2 separate regions of the Sus scrofa genome follow, and region 1 is linked to region 2. A link is a contact called in public HiChIP or PLAC-seq data. All regions are on one chromosome and are shown on one strand. Each heading gives the region's core, a stretch centred on a gene start, on an enhancer-like site or on the middle of the called end of the contact. The rest is flanking DNA. Distances are from core to core; before and after follow the strand shown.

Region 1 (5,129 bases), core at 455-2,954, 140 kb after region 2:
GAGCTGACATAGTTAAGAAAATCAGTTTATATATTGCAATGTTGTCAGAGACCTATTTAGGGCTATTAGAATGTTTGAGCAACTTATAACTTCCAGTAATTTTATAGGAGTAAATGAAAGCTTATATTTAAAGTAGATCATCATTAGAAAATTCCAACTTTTGAAAACCACTTCTCTAAATTCATATTCAAGTACAGGCCTTATGCCCAGTGGAAGACTTTGAAGTTTTGATTAAAAAATTAAGGTGAGAGCTGTTAAATCTTTTTCCCTTTCAACAGTTAGATGCTCGTAGAAGGTAGGTGGTAAGTTGATAAACCTAGAGTTGGAGTTTTGGCAGATAAAAGGAAAGGATTGAACGTTTTTGCAAAAGGGTGATTATGGAATCCAAGCCTGGTAAGAAGGGATGTCATAAGCAGAGTGAGATTGAAATGAAAAAACTAGAGGCACCCAAGGACTAAAGTCCAGTGTCGTTCAAGAACTGTACAGCTGTGAAACTATAAAGATAGGACGTAGTTGAGTATGAGGTGCTTGAAATTGAGACTTCAAAAACGTGTCGTATTTGGTGAGTATCAACTCCAGGTGGGGGGCTGAGATGAAGTGGAGGATGTACTCTGCACGTGAGGAGGTTAGGGAACTAAATGGGAAAGAAAATTGCCGGGAATTGAGTCATTGAGAACTTTGTAAGTAGCAGTAGAGGGGAAGTGGGCAGGGGCTGAACTCTTCAGTGAGAAAAGAGGAAGTGACCAGGAGGTGGGCCAGATCCTGTACTCTAGGTTGGTGATTCTAAAATGTGGAAAATTTGTACCTTAGTGTTTATTTGGCAATGTCTGAAGACATTTTTGGTTGTCAGACTAGGGTGGTGTGTGTGTGTGTGTGTGTGCGCGCGCGCAGGCTACTGGCCTCTAGTACAGGGATGCTTTTAAACATCATGCAATGCACAGCACAGCTCCTTAGAATAGAGAACCATCTGGCCCCAAATGGCAGTAGTGCTGAGGTTGAGAAACTGCTTTCAGCAGATGTATCAGAATCAAGGTTATGTTGGCTGAAAAACAGGCTGAGAACTCTCAATCAAGTAAATACTGTGTTTCTATTTTAATTGAATAGTTTCTATGGAAAAAAGACACGCTCATTAAAAAATATACATTTTTTCATTCACTAAATTAATAAACATGTACTACATTGCTACTTAAGTGGCATCACTATTCTAGATGTGGAAGACAAATATCCCTGCCCTTGAGTCCGTCTTACTCAGGCAGAGGGAGACAGAGAACAACATATGTAAAAAATAGCAAATTGGATTGTTGTCAAGTACTGTTTTCAAAAAAAAAAAAGGAAAAGTAGAGCAGATGAGAGACTAATGAGTGAAGAAAAAAAGTCATGACAGTGGGTTAGAGTAGGAGGAGAGTGGTGAGGTCAGAGAAATGTAAAGTTAACCTTATAAAAGGGGTTAATAATTTGGAAGAGAGGCTTGAAAGTATCTGTCAAACTTCCTGGCAGATAGTGACCAGTTTTCAACATCTGAGACACCTTAGCTCTCTCTGCTTCTCAGGTATGGCAACAGCACGAGGAACTATGCTGTTCGAGTTGGGGATTATCATACTCTTGTGCCAGAAGAGTTTGAAGAAGAAATCGGAGTTCAGCAGATTGTGATTCACAGGCAGTATCGACCGGACAGCAGTGACTACGACATTGCCCTAGTTAGGTTACAAGGTCCAGAAGAGCAATGTGCCAGATTCAGCAGCCACGTTTTGCCAGCCTGTTTGCCGCTCTGGAGAGAGAGGCCACAGAAAACAGCCTCCAATTGTTACATAACCGGATGGGGCGACACAGGTAACATAACAAAAACAAAGGAACAAACAAGACCTGGGCACTTCCTCGTGTGTGAGATTATCCATACATTGGGGTGTAGAGTGGGGAATAAAATCTTAAAGGGGTTGAGGCTTTGTTGTTTGCTAACTATGCCAAGTGAGATGCAAGCATGTAATTTGGATTCATCTGCTGAGGGTACTGTGATTCCTATTAGAATTTAGGCCCTACCTCAGGACTAGGGCCTGGCTAGCAGTATTTTAAAAGGCTTTCCCACATGACTTTGATGTAGCTACCCCAGGAGGGGGCTTTGGTGTTTGACGGTTCCTTTGTAATGGTGGAGCACTTTTTCACACTAAATCTTATGGAGAATTCCTAAATAAAGAGCAGACAAAAAGTAGAGCTACCAAGGTTCAAGGGGAGGGATCCAACCCCCTTGAGTTTCTCCTTCATTGCCACCTGCTTCCCGTTCTTCCCATCTTCCCATCCTCGAGCAGGAGTGTAGTGTTCAGTTTATGTTCTCTCAGGCAAACAGCTTTTGAAAGTAGTGTTGCTAGAGTTAACCTCGACTGATGTTTGCTCAAGATGGTCTCTGAAACGGAACTAGGTCTCACCTGGACTAGGTGATTGATCACAAATGACTGTTGAGTACGGAGAAGTGATTAAGCTGACTGCTCTCCATTAAAAATCATTAGCACTGTTAACTATACTCTTGCAAAGAGCATCAAATATGTATTTCCACAGGTGATAATCCCAGTGAGGTTTTAGTGAGTAATTATTTCAGTGTTCATTTTATCTCATGCTACCTGAAATCTGGACTGGAGCTAATGCAGTGACAGTGCCAAACCCTTAAGCCACTGCACCACATGAGAACTCCCATAATGTCTTACAATGAATTATTCCAGTTGAGTAAATTGGATTGGAGAATAACGGTGAAATTTAGATCCAAGAAAAGGCTATCATGGGGGACCTATCAATTAAACATTTTGGTCACTACACAAAGAACTAGTGGCTTACTAGTAAATAATGAGTCCTGGACTTCCCCGGTGGCTCAGTGGGTAAAGGATACGATGTTGACACTCCTGTCGTACAGGTTCAGTCCTGGGCTTGGGAAATTCTGAATGCTGAGGGTTATGGCCAAAACCAAAACAAAATATCAAGTGGTTAAACTTAAGCCTATTTGTACCCTATTTGTTTCTGAATCATTTTTATAAAATACCACATTTCTATTTAGGATAGTAATTGTCACTTAAAATCCTCAAAAGTCAGTGAAGTAGATGAGTCTTAGAGGAATGGATATGCTAATACAAAACCAGCATGAATGCATCCTCAGTGTTTTTATAGAGAATGCAAATTCTAAAGCCTGCACAAATGTGCTTGCTCTTAGGCAAGTCCATAAATGTCACTCAAGTATTCTTCAAAAACCTCAGTACTGAGAAACAGCTTAGTGAAGGGTTTAGTTAAGTGCAGACGTTAAAAAAAAAAAAAGAAAACCAACCATTTAGGTTATCACTAATTTAAACTATACTAATGCCATAATAGGGCTTATTTCAAAACTATTATAAGTGTTTTTTAAACTGTTGCATTTAATTTTTCTAAGATTGTTAGCTGGAGTCTAACTCAATTATTTGGCCTGCATAGGACGAGCCTATTCCAGAACTCTGCAACAAGCAGCCATCCCCTTACTTCCCAAGAGGTTTTGTGAAGAGCGTTATAAGGGTCGATTTACAGGAAGGATGCTCTGTGCTGGAAACCTCCATGGACACAAACGTGTGGACAGCTGCCAGGGAGACAGCGGAGGACCCCTCATGTGTGAACGGCCAGGAGAGAACTGGGTTGTGTATGGGGTGACCTCCTGGGGATATGGCTGTGGGGTCAAGGATTCCCCTGGTGTTTATACCAAAGTCTCAGCCTTTGTACCTTGGATAAAAAGTGTCACCAAACTCTAGTCCTTCATGGAAACCACAAGAAAACAGTATTTAAAGGAACTGTTGGGAAATTTTCAGCATTGGCATTTAGCCAGACATGCCAACTAATGGGAATGGAGAGAGACCCATAATTCTCTGTATTTTTTTGTGATAAAAATTGGGTACCCTTTGCTGCTTGAGAATTTTTGATGAACATTTTGGTTACAGATACCTCAATGTAGTACTGATGGTCCTTAATTAGCATTGTTGTCTACGGAAATTAATTTCACCAGAGACTAAATTGTCAGTTGACTTGTCTCTGCCCATTTTTCAGCATTCTCCAGATTATGTTGATTGTGCAATAAGGCTTTTTCCACCTTTGGACTGAGAACTCCCTTATAATTGAATAATATGGTATATGCCCATCCCTTTAGGAGTGGCATTGTTTTCTGTTTGTACAATTTTTAAGCTCAGATTTTTTCCAAAGGCTGTTAAGAAAGGCAATATGATCTTTGACAAACTGAGGAAATTAAAGGTAGAAAAATTAGTATCATTCTCACAATACATTCCTGAATGAAGCCTTTGTACCAAGCACCATTGCAACTAAAGAGAAAAATATTCCAGCTACTTTGTATGTTGCTACCACAACTGTCATAATAAAGAATGCTTTCCATTTGTTTATAATTTATCCATCATATTTGCTAATGTGACCTGCTTGGTTGCTTTTTATCACTTCAGATTTACAGCTTGATAAAGTGTTTTTTCCTTAGCAGCATGCTGTTATACAGACTATGATCCAAGAGTGACATCTACCGCAATTTTCTGGTAACTGACTTGAAATCTGCAGATTTCCTAAGACTATCCTGTCATAGTCCTAATAACACTATTAAAAAATGCTTTCCCTGCTACAGTGTGGGTAAGCTTTAAAATGACTGCTATACCACATACCAGTAACAATGTACTAGGCAGCTACACACCTGGCTGACAATTTACAAAGGCTGGTAAGATTTCATAATATCTCTAGTTTTCAAATGGGTTAAAAAGCAGAGACCAGCTGATGCAAATGCCCACAATGATATCCTCCTCCCCATGGTTTCTAAAGGGATAGCTGCTTACTATGAACTTACAGGGCTTTCTTGGTAGCAGTGCAAAAATCTCTGCCCATATATGAAAGGTCAGCTCCCCAAGATACTTGAGTAAACCTCATGAGATGAGGTGATTGATGATAATCATGAGTTCTTCAAAAAACAATTTTTATCTCCAATAGATGCATTAAAACAAAAACAAAACAGTCTTAGATGTGGGTGCAAACTGTAGGGTTATGGGTAAGTAATCCTCTTGCAGTGGCTAAGACCATAGAGAGACTTCACCGTTTTGCTTCTGCATCACATTGTGTCCTTTTCGTAAATTCTGAGC
Region 2 (5,188 bases), core at 1,631-4,130:
ACTTATAGCAGATGCTCAATAAATATGTGAATGAACAAATGAAATTTCCTACCAAGGCCTAAATTAGAATACAATGTTTTACAAGACGAATGCTTTTTTTTTTTTTTGCCTTTTTGCCTTTTCTAGGGCCGCTCCCTCGGTACATGGAGGTTCCCAGGCTAGGGGTCTAATTGGAGCTGTAGCTGCCAGCCTACGCCAGAGCTACAGCAACGCGGGATCCAAGCCACGTCTGCAACCTACACCAGAGCTCACGGCAACGCCGGATCCTTAACCCACTGAGCAAGGGCAGGGATCAAACCCACAACCTCATGGTTCTTGGTCAGACTCGATAACCACTGAGCCACAATGGGAACTCCAAGACGAATGCTTTAAATCAAATTCCGCTCACATATATAATTGTCTTCTCAAACTCCAAATTTTTTTTTAAAAACTGTAATAGAATAACTTAAATAACAGACTTTCCATTGTGGTAACCCTAAATAAATTATTTGAGTAATTACAACAATTTGGTATCATCTGAAAGCAAGTGCAATTTTCTGAAACAAAGCTACAAGTTCAGTAAAAAGCACATGTAAATTGCACATCATTTGCCACAGTCATGGTCTGGGCCTATACACTGCATCCAATATCTTCATCCAGCAGCCAAAAGCAAATCAGGGAAATTATACACATTGAGTTGTACTCTAACAGTTATTAATCAACAAAAATTTATTAAAAGCTTACTTTGGACAAGAAACAAAGTTAGGGTGGAAGATGAACACAACAGGAATTAAATGCACACAAACTGTATTGTGTATGATGGTTAGTTACACACAGTAGTGGACTCAACAGTAAGGACAATGGAAGCTGAGCGAGAAAAGAGCCTAAAACAGGGAGATCAGGATAGATTTCATCAAGTTTGGACCTGGAGTGTGCCACAGTGGATAGAAAGAAATCAGAAAGGAAGGACAATTACTAAAAATCAAGTATATATTGCACAAATCACATTCTGGAGAGTAATAAACCAGTCTGTCTTATTCATACAGAGAAAAGTAAGTGAAAAAGAGGCTGAAATTGGTAAAAGTGGAAGTCTGTCATTGACTACATTGAACATCCTTACCTAAGTGGAATGGTTCCTGTCCAACTACACCAGGAGGCAACTAGGTGTATTGCAAAGGGCATGCAAAGGCCTAAAACTGCATCCTGCAAACTTAAAAGCATTGTGGACTGCAGCATGTAACTAAATTCTTTGAGCTTTATTTTCTTCATCTATAAGGTGCAGACAGCACCTGACTTGTACGATCAAATATAAGTAAAAACTTGGCAGAGTCTTAACAATACAAGGGATTTAATAAATGGCTGCCATTATTAAATTCTGCACACCATGTAAGCTCTTCAAGGGTAAGACTACTTATTATTCATAGTTGAATTCCCAATGTCTACGAGAGCTTCTCGCATATAGTGAGACACTCAAATAACTGTTTATAAATGTATTTTGAATCAAATAGAGGTTTGAATTCAAAACTAAACAGTGGGGGTAATAGAACTACTGATCATTTTTGAAGATAACATGATAAAAAAAAAAAAAACTGGGAAAAGAAAGGCCTGGAAAAGATACCTGATATGTCCAAAATCACAACACCAAAAGGACAGGGACAGATCTGATTCCAAATACCCACTTTTTAAACACTGTACCATAAATCTTTTTAAGACATCATAAAAGAAAAGGTCTCAGATTTCCACTTACTAAAAACAAGATTTATTACTGAAAAAAAATAAGATGCCCTATTAAAGCCTATGAGCATTTCCCCCATCACTTTCACTGATCTGAATGATAGAATGGAAAACACAGCCTCAGACTTAAGTAGCAGTCTATACTTTAAGTAAATGCTAACTTATACACAGGGAGTATGAAGATAAGCTTTGGAGAGACAAACCTGAGTTCAATTTTCTGTCCTAGCGGTGAAAGACCCGGGTCAAAAATGACTTAACCTCTGAAGCTTCTGTTTCATTATCTGTTAAGTGATGATAATACTACCTATTTCAGACGTTTGTGGTGACTGATACAGAGTAAGAATTCAAACATTAGCTGTAGGTGTTGACGAGGTTACCGTACACAGCACAATCGACTGCAACACACAAGATACAGAATCTAAGATTTACACCCAGGCTACTTCCAATGCAATCTTCAGACATCATCCCAGAGAAGATACTGTAAATCTATTTCACAAGGAAGCCACAATCTTAAGAATTAAGCGCTGACTATGAAGAAAGGCAAACAACTGTTTAAGTAGTGAAGAGAAATTTAGGGGAAAACAAGTCACTTTTCATTGCTTGAACTGCGGTAACTTGCACACAAAAACCAAAGCTTTGTATCCCCATCACTGAGCACTGTGCCAGACACTGCGCGGGCCATCAAGTTTGCTGAAGACCACTCAAACGTGGCGTTCGGTTTAGCACCACCACAATGACCTCGCATGGAAAAGATTCGGGGCACCACGTGAGTTGAGAACAAGAGGCAGGCCCAGGGATTAAGGTCATGGGAGCAAAAGGGACTGCACCCCGGAAGGTAAGGAGACAGAAAACGGGGGTTACGGGTGGAGGCAAGAGAGCGGCCGCGCACGCGCATTCGCGACCCCTCCCAGGGCCGCGGACCTGCTGCGCGAGAAGCTGTCGCCGTAACTTCTGCCGTTCCCGGATCTCCTGCAAGCGGCTGTCCATGGCCCAACTCTTGTTTTCCACTACGTCGAAAATTTGGCAATGAGGAGATAAATTCCCCCACCAATCTTTCTTCCGAATGTGTGGAACACAAGATTCTCCAGCAGCTTCCAGCGGCGGGTACCCAATATTCTTTTCCTCAATAGGTATTTCCGGTGCGGTCCGAATTTGCTCCTCCAGACCGGAAGTCCCGCCTCTTCCTGGATGCCTGCGATTTGACGGCACCTACAAGGGAACCAATGAGGGTCCTGCAACACCAGCCCAGGAGAGGTTTCGGAAAGCTTTGCGGTTTGGTGGACGCAGCTGTCAAAAATGGAGTGGGCTGGTCTCCGGGCCTCTCATTTGAGCTTTCCTTTATGAGACTTAAGGCTCCCTTGGTGTGTTAGGAGTTGTGGGCCGCTTCGTTGATTCCTTTTGCCGTAAATTCCTCAGTTGCTAGTCCTAACGTTTTAAAAATTGCCGGGTAGAAGTTCCCATCGTGGCTCAGCAGAAAGGAATCTCACTAGCATCCATGAAGACGCAGGTTCCATCCCTGGCTCTGCTCAGTGGGTTAAGGGACTTGCGATGCGTTGAGCTGTGGTGTAGGTTGCAGTCTCGGCTAGGATGGCTTAGGCCGGCAGCTGTAGCTCTGACTCCACCCCTAACCTGGGAACCTCCATATGCCCCGGGTTTGGCCCTAAAAAGACAAAAATAAATAAAATAAAAATTACTGGATAGCATTGTCTTGCTGAAAGCACGAATTCGAGTCAAATTGCGGGGTTTGAACCCTGCACTAGCTGAGTGATTGGCTAGTCAATCAATTTCTTTGAGCCTCTATTTTTCTTATTTCTAAAATGGGCTTGAGGAGTGCCTACCTCACAGAGTTGCAAAGATTGAAAGAATAAACACAGCCAAACACATACTGCTATGGAAGTGTTTATTATTATTAAGATTTTTTTTTTTACGCTTACTTTCCCCTTCAGGCAGGGAACAACTACTTCCTCTGCCGGGGCTCTTCTTCACAACTTATTAGCCTTTGAGAAGTTTCCTATTTTATTTTTATTTTTTAATTTAATTTTTGTTTTTACAGCCGCACGTGCAGCTGATGGCTTACACCACAGCTGCGAGCAACAGAGGATCCAAGATGCATCTGTGTTGCAGCTTGAGGCAATGCCAGATCCTTAAACCACTGAGGGAAGCCAGGGAGCCAACCCTCATTCTCAGAAAGATAGTGTGGGCTCCTTAATCTGCCTAGCCACTACCTAAACTCCAAAAAGTTTCCTATTTTACCACGATGAATTTTATGGAGTGTTTTCGTTAGGGAAGTGGGTGGGTGGTAGTAAAATATGTCTTGGTTCATGTCCTAGAAGTCAGAGGCCAGAAGCCCCCTTTTTGTGTTTTAGCTGGAAATAACCCTAAGATATGAAAACAAGTAGCCTACTGAAATTACCTGCTTGTGGAAAGAGGCAGAGGGAAGGGCAGGGCTGGGGAGCTCAGTGATGATTCTCCTCTTTTAACAGGAAGGCAGCAAAGACCCAAGTCTAAAGTTATTACCATTATACACAACATTTATCATCTTATTCTGAATTCAAAGCAGCAGAAATAAAGACATCATGTTGCCTCAAGTTTAATTGGAAATTGTGGCAAGTACGTACCAACATTAGTAACAAGTCTTTATTCTTTGAGAGAAGATTTAAATTTTGAAAATATTGTTGGAGGAGTTTCTGTTGTGGCGCAGTGGAAACGAATCCGACTAGGAACCATGAGGTTTCAGGTTCGATCCCTGGCCTCGCTCAGTGGGTTGGGGATCTGGTGTTGCTGTGAGCTGTGGCATAGGCTGGAGGCTACAGCTCTCATTGGACCCCTCGCCTGGGAACCTCCATGTGCCACAGGTTCGGCCCTAAAAAAAAAAAAAAAAAAAAAAAAAAGAAAATATTGTTAAATCTTCCAGATCAAAAGCAGGTGGGGGTTTTCCTACTGTGGCTCAGTGATAGAATGCAACCAGTATCTGTGAGGATGAAGGTTGGACCCCTGGCCTTGCTCAGTGGGTTAAGGATCCAACGTTGCCCTGAGCTGCAGTATAGGTCACAGACTTGGCTTGGATTTGGTATTGCTGTGGCTGTGGCTGGCAGCTGCAGCTCCAATTTGACCCCTAGCCTGGGAACCTCCATATGCTGCAGGTGTGGCCCTAAAAAGGAAAAAAAAAAAAAAAAAGCAGGTGGGTCAGCTAGGCCAAAAGTGAGTGGGACTAGACTCTAATTGTCATGTATTTCTCAAGAACTAGCTCTGAAAGGCAATTTTTAAAACAGAAGTAGTCTGCTGAGTAATGGCAGCACTACTGGAAAAAATGTGCTAACTTCCAAGGGGCCTATACTATAAAAGACAATGCTAATTTGTATGGATGAATTAAAGTGTGATTTCTTCACAAATCAGCTGCAGCATCTGGCAGTCACATAAGCTGAGTGTTGATCTGAACTATCAGTGTTGTGAATAGGCATTTTGCTCACCCAAA

What was found. HiChIP or PLAC-seq counts read pairs in DNA pulled down with a chosen protein or histone mark.
Region 1: a contact with region 2 is called in an H3K27ac HiChIP or PLAC-seq map of alveolar macrophages. The contact joins the enhancer-like site here to the promoter of METTL14 in region 2. A contact is called at or near these places in 1 of 5 promoter capture datasets (liver), 11 of 47 Hi-C or Micro-C datasets (brain, embryonic fibroblasts, fetal skeletal muscle and 4 more) and 2 of 2 datasets of contacts at active chromatin or transcription factors (alveolar macrophages and skeletal muscle).

Annotation. Positions count from the first base shown.
Region 1 is chr8:105,191,562-105,196,690 of Sscrofa11.1, forward strand. PRSS12 (neurotrypsin) reads left to right here. Exons shown (of 13, transcript XM_003129227.4): 12 at 1,550-1,830; 13 at 3,448-5,129. The coding sequence ends at 3,755. Among named protein-coding and RNA genes, the nearest start is that of PRSS12, 73 kb to the left of the region's middle. Within about 2 kb of position 1,705, at least 12 of the 83 cell types and tissues checked have an H3K27ac peak or open chromatin away from gene starts, as enhancers often do. A contact at or near this core is called in alveolar macrophages and liver, where this site is marked.
Region 2 is chr8:105,050,723-105,055,910 of Sscrofa11.1, forward strand. METTL14 (N6-adenosine-methyltransferase subunit METTL14) reads right to left here and starts at 2,881. Exons shown (of 11, transcript XM_003129231.6): 1 at 2,635-2,881. The coding sequence starts at 2,700.